Linked DNA regions of Capsicum annuum: region 1 is linked to region 2. Evidence: chromatin contacts called from public Hi-C data. All regions are on one chromosome and are shown on one strand. The core of a region is the stretch at or near the end of the contact, and the rest is flanking DNA. Distances in the headings are between cores, read along the strand shown. Region 1 holds the start of LOC107863420 (mitochondrial intermediate peptidase, mitochondrial). Region 2 holds the start of LOC124896755.

Region 1 (3,291 bases), core at 16-2,515, 220 kb after region 2:
CTTGTGAAAGAAACCATATTCTTGATATTTCTTAAAGATTTCTTGAACTTGGAGGCTTGAACTCTTGGATTCTTGAAGAAATCTTGAATTCAAAACTTAAATCCTTGTGTTCTTGAGATAAGAAGATTGAATTATTGTTCTTAAAAAGGGGAGGGTTTTTACGTTAGTTTTTTTAAGGAAGATGGGCAAATAATGCCCCTTTTTGTGTTATAAATTATGTTTGGATGTCTGGGGTTGAGGAAAAAAGACTAAATTACCCCTTGGCCTCTTTTTCCCGTGGGAATATACCTTGTGGTATGACCACTAGTTGGGTGAAACAGCCCTTGCGACGCGACCCCTAGTTGGGTGGAATAGTCCTCGCAATGTGGGGCAATCGCGACCCTTTATTATCTCTCACGAAAAAAGTCATAACTTTTTGCTCGGGTATCGGATTAAGGCGAAATTGGTATCGTTGAAAAGCTAACTCAATTATCTATTATTTGGTGGGTCTTGAGCTATGAAATTCCACATGTTTCAAAAGTTATACACGTTCAAAGTTGACCCTTGTAGAATTGAATACCAAAATTTAGCTGAATCAAAGGCTCTTAGATCAATTTTACTCTAAGTGATTCCTATGAACACTTTTCACCTAATAAGCACTCTTCACACTAGGATAATGATCATGGCACATGTATTCAAAAATACAAATCACGGGATTAGAGTTTACACGCGTAGGAACGACAGTTCGATTTCTAGCTCGAAAATGTGGGGCGTTACATCAAGTTTTCACTTCTCCAAGAAAGTTTTTAATGATTTATAGATTCTAGACTTATCATGCATGAATTGGAATAATTGCACCAAGTTTCCATGCTTAATTGATTATTGAATTTTACAATGTCAAGAAGGGTAAAAGAAAAAAATTACACTCCTAATTGCACCAAGTTTTCATGTTTAATTGATTATTGAATTTTATAATGCCAAAAAGGTTAAAAGAATAAAATATACTCCTAATTATTAGATTTCTTAATAGATGTGTCAAGGCTGAAGGGCATCTAATTCAAAATAGGGAGTAAAAGATAATGGAGTACATAATAAAATAAAGATTTATATTCAAGGAAATATCAAAAAGTTTGTGACCTTGTTATTAGAATAACTACTTTTATAAGAGATGGGGCCCACTTTGTATGTGAGGAATGATATTTACTTCAACTTGAATGGTTGTTTTGGAAATTTATAACTTTACCCAGCACATTTATTTTAAGTCCCTTTGTTATTTGACAAATATGCCTTTGGCATAAAGACAATTTTGTCATTTCCGCTTTCCGGGTTATAATTGTCATTTGCCACTGGACCCCCCGCGACTTGGAGAACGCTTTCCAAGTCGAAAAGCGCCATTACTCACCGGACTTATGTAGAAGGGCCTCCAATTAGAGCCGTAAATTGCAGCAGTTTTGTCTACGGCAAACGCCATGCACGCTCTAATTCGCAAGTCCGCCGGCGCAGTTGCTTATGTACGAGCCAACTCCCAGTTCATCCACATTTCAACAACATCTACAGCCCCCTCAATCAAACAAACTGGCCTCTACGGCTATCATCATTTGAAAACTGCTAAAGGCTTTCAACGATTCGTTGACGATGCTATTGACAGGTAAAAACATAAACAAAACAGAGACCAAATTCTTTGCATTGTTCCACAAATTGCTTTACGAGTTTCTGTTTCATGTCCTTAACGTGTTCGATTAAAAAAAATATTAACATGCTTATTAGGTCAGAAGAACTTGTGAAGTACATAGCTGGCATGCCGTCATCTCCTCAAATTATACGAGCAATGGATGAGATTTCTGATACTGTGAGTTTGGGTTTTTGTGGTCTAATTATGCCTTTGTTAAAAGAAGACAAGTAGTTGGACTTTGTTAAAGGGAAAATTCTGCTCTATGTTTGATGGGAGAAAATATTTACGTTAGTAGCCCAATATAAACTATTATACAACATTATACCCGAGTTAGCCCACATATTGTGTACTTTTATACAAGGTTGACACATTATGTATAATGCTTTCCTCTAGGTATAATGTTGTACAATATAGTGTAGTGTACATGTATATTTTGCTACGTGTTGTAGCGTTTTAGTTGGGCAGTATCTTTTTGAAAATTTGATTTTGTTAAAGCGACAGGCCATAACTGACCTATTTAATTTGATAGGTGTGCTCAGTAATTGATTCAGCTGAATTGTGCAGACATACTCATCCAGACAGGTGGTGAACTAGGTTTGAGATAAACTATGGATCCTTATTTACAGTTTCCTATCTTCTTTTCAATTGTTTTGAGCACTTACATAAAAATTGTCACTTTTTAGGGAGTTTGTTGATGAAGCAAGCAAGGCATCGTTAAGAGTAAATGAGTTTTTACATGTAAAGTTCTTAAAATTTGATTGGGTTTATTAGTTTGTTTTTTTGCTTTGCTGATTATATCAGATTTGAAATAATAGCTGCTTAAGCTGTATAATTCCCTACCATCCAAGAGCTCTTAACCACTCTATGGAAAAGTAAAACCTGGAGATCCTTTTAGACTGATAAAAGTTGATGGTATATAAAGTGATGTTACTTGTGTTTATGCTGACTGTTGTATTGGACCTACTTGCTTCAAATTTCAGCTAGTGATGTCAGAGAATAAACTGTTGAACTATTTAATGGTAAAGAAGAAGAGGATCATTAGGATTTTACAATTTTATGTCCCTTGACCCCGTCTTATTTGGTCTATGCTCCTTGATACACTTTGTGACCTTTGTCTCTTCTTACAATTGGTGGTTGCCAGTAATTAGGTTTAGTGGACTCCTAAAGTTTGAGGTGATCTGAATTCAGTTTATTTGTGGTAAAGTAATCTATTCACGTCCAGTAAGCTTCATTTTGATATTAGCTAAATTTCATGTCTTTTTACCTCCGTGTGTGGTATTGCTATCCTATGCACATATCTTTGTCAAACTATAAATAAGAACCATGAACTGAAGAATTAGATTAATACCGAGTAGAAAATGAAGAAGGTAAAAGTAAATCCATCTTCATGTAGAATATGTACCTCCTTCTCCCTCCTCCCCGGAGGGGGTGGGAATCAAAACTGTCTCCAAGTTGGCAATGTTGACTAGGTTAATGCAATACTTGTATAAGGGCAGTCTTATATTCTGGAAATCTCCCTTGCTAGTGATGGACTCTATTCAAGGTGTAGTTGCTTTGGAAGATTCTCAGTGCAATTGATTTATTGACTCTTTGGGTCTTTGGAATGCAGTACCTTAATACAAACCATTGTATATACAAGG
Region 2 (3,250 bases), core at 539-3,038:
AAGAATGACTTGAATGAAAATAAAGAAATACATATTTACACACACGTTGAATTCTATTATGTTGACAAAAACAGTGAAGAATTAACCTAGATCCGCAACCGAATCAAGTTAGATGGGCATCAATCATATTCTCCCAATAGAAAAAAAAAATAACCTTAATTGATCAAAGTATAACCACAAAGTTAAAAAATCAATAGAGCATCAAATTGACAAAATACTCCATAAGAACATACATAATTCAATAACTATAAATATTAATGTGGTATACTTACAACAACGTCAAGATGCATATAAGAAAGCATCAACCTCAACTTCCGTGACAAAGCAAAAACAAAAGAACATATATAAATGTGAAATAGACCATACAAATATTGAGAATTATATTAATTAACTTGGGGGAAAAAAGAAGTAATAAAGATGCAAATTGAACCCAAATCTCAATTGTCCGTGGACGAATTTATCTTTACCATATATAACAGTTCATAGAATAATTTCATAAGGCAAAAAAGAAAGAAGACTTACTTACAATTTAAGAGGTATATATATCTTATTACTTATATTTATTGAAGTATTTTTTTAATAGAGTCCTATTTTAGGAGTATTTTTCTAGTTGAACAGTAAAAAGAAAAATAATAATTAATTCTCCTTCCATATATTTTAGGAGGTTTAGTTAGTATAATAAAAAATAAATAAATACTATAATAAATTAAAAAAATAGTGAAAAGACAGTTTTTTTTTAAAAAAGAGTCTTTTAGTGGAGGACAAAAAGTTCAAATTACTTTTCCAAGGGTCTTTCCACTTTTAATATACTATAGATTTTATATATATATATATATATATATATATGTGTGTGTGTGTGTGTGTAATGTGTTTCATTTCTCTATTAATGCGAGGTTATTACATAACACTAGGAAGGAGTGTATTGTCTTGTTGTTCATACTATTAGTCCTAATATTATTTTTGTAGTTTTTTGTTCTACAATTTCTGTTACTATCTATTATTTCGTGTAGTTTGGTTATATAGTATTATTTTGGCTTTTTTTTATAGACTATTTTATATTGAATTGAGGGTCTATCAGAAAAAATCTTTTTACCTCTGAGGTAGAAATATGATTTGCGTACAGCATATCCTCCCCGAATTCTATTTTATAAGACTATGTTGGATGTATTGTTATTGTTGTTGTTAATGCGAGGTTGTAGTGAGAAGGAGATGAGTTGGTAATAGTAATGTTTACCAAGAATTCAAGTATGAAGTTGGACCCATTGAACAAGTTACTATATATTGAATACGATTAAAATTGCGAGAACACGTGGTTGGAGTATCGATATATATTTCCTTTTTCTCAATTTATTTGATATAGTTTGACTCCACACACATAGTTTAAGATAGAATAAAGAAATTAAAGTTTGAAATTTTAAACATATATAACTTTTGTGCAGCTATAACTTTGTAAAAAAGTCATTTCATTGTTATGGAATGAAAGAGACAAGAAAGAAAATTGAACAGAAATTGAATGAAAACTCTTGATTGATTCTTTTTCTTGATTTAAATAGAAGAGTAATCTCTATTTATAAGAAACTAAATAAAATAAATAAGAAAAATATTATAGTTATAAGACTAAATATTCTTTAATTAATAAACTCTAGACTTAAAAGGAAATAAATAATGTAAAATCTTTTTAGACTAAAAATGGAAAAAAAAAATATTCTACCATTAATAAAAATGATAAAATAGAAGGAAGGTAAATCTCAACATTTCAGTGGCTATAAACTTAATTGTTTCTAATAAGGATGATGTAACATATACTAGAATGAAGAGAATATTGAATTAATATCCATGTTACAAAGGGTCTCCTGCTGAATAGAATGTACGTCTTCCCATGGTTTGAAATTTTAGTTTTCTGTGGTTACTGTTTTAATTCTTCAATGTTTTCATCAGAGCATTTTTACTCTTAGTATTTTTAACAAACTTGTTCTGAAAAACAATTTTCTTGGGCGAGTGTCCATGTTGTTATAGCAGTAATTACCTCAATTTTAGTATCATAATTACGTGTTTTCATCATATGAATTCTTGTTCTGATTTTCTTCTTGTTTCCAAATACGAGCACATTTTAGAAACAAGACGTAAAGGAAATGGATCTTGAGAAGAAGATATGGGCTGCATCCACGGTGCTTTTCTTGTTTGTGGGTATGGCTGCTCTTGGCCACGCAGCGTGGCTTGTTGGCCCAGTTATGGCAATAGTACTACTGGGCGGATATTTTGTAGTCTCTGGTTTTCTTCGAGTACTGAACATTGGGGCTGTCCCTGTTGGTTCTTTTGATGGTCTAGGACTGGCGGTTTCTTGGCTCTTCTTGTTGCCGCTCCTGAGCCTGCAGAAAGAAAACCCTCATGCTCATGTAACTTTGTTCCTCTTAATGTGTACTGCGAGTTTTTTCTGTGTGCTCATGATGGTTAGGCCTCTCAATACTGATTTTGGAGTTCTCTATGGACTCTGTTACCTTACTGCTTCCTTTGCCAGTGAAGAGTTCGGAACTGGATGGCAAACTTGGCTAGCTATCAGCCTTGGCACGTTGATGATATCTCTTCGAGCGATCATGGAGATACGGGCTAGAGGAGATTAGTATTTATGAGTTATGAATTACTAAAGGTCCAAAATTGGAGAAATCCTACCACTGCTACATGCTATGAAACAACTCAATAAGTGTATGCATCTAAGAAAGTCAATTCTAACTTCTGTTTCTTTGGTACGAGCTTAGAGATCCATAACTTCCGTAATATCCTCGCTAAAATTTCAGCATACACAGAAATTTATTGAAATACGATATGATTATTTATTTCATATTAGATGATTGAAATTTGTCTCACTTATTCTTCTTTACAATTAAACATACTATGAGTTGTATTTGTCGTATAATTTCTTTCCCTTTTGAGTTTAGTTATTAATTGTGGCCTTTACACTTCGATATTCATTATATCCTGTTATGACTACTGTTTAAGATGATTTGTTAGGTGTCTTATAGTATAGTCTTTTGTCATGACTGTCTCCACTTTTGTTATTTCTTTTTCTATACTTTTTTGGACTGTTTTTCTTTTTTTGCTTGAGGAAAGGGTCTGTTGGAAAAAACCTCTCTATCTCTGAATTATGGTATGATTTGTGTATACTTTACCCTCCCTAAACCCTACTTTGTGGGATTTTACTAATATGTTGTATAATATGATTTTACATACTGCAGATTAGGATGTTGAATCA

The links. Hi-C and Micro-C count contacts between places; a contact is called where the count stands out from the background.
Region 1: a contact with region 2 is called in a Hi-C map of placenta, with 2.4 times the contacts expected there. The contact joins the promoter of LOC107863420 here to the promoter of LOC124896755 in region 2. A contact is called at or near these places in 2 of 5 Hi-C or Micro-C datasets (leaf and placenta).

What each region holds. Positions count from the first base shown.
Region 1 is chr3:197,374,338-197,377,628 of UCD10Xv1.1, forward strand. LOC107863420 (mitochondrial intermediate peptidase, mitochondrial) reads left to right here and starts at 1,266. Exons shown (of 17, transcript XM_016709328.2): 1 at 1,266-1,627; 2 at 1,747-1,828; 3 at 2,181-2,233; 4 at 2,335-2,389; 5 at 3,261-3,291. The coding sequence starts at 1,449.
Region 2 is chr3:197,151,951-197,155,200 of UCD10Xv1.1, forward strand. LOC124896755 reads left to right here and starts at 1,789. Exons shown (of 2, transcript XM_047408561.1): 1 at 1,789-1,867; 2 at 2,115-2,925. The coding sequence starts at 2,133. The coding sequence ends at 2,621.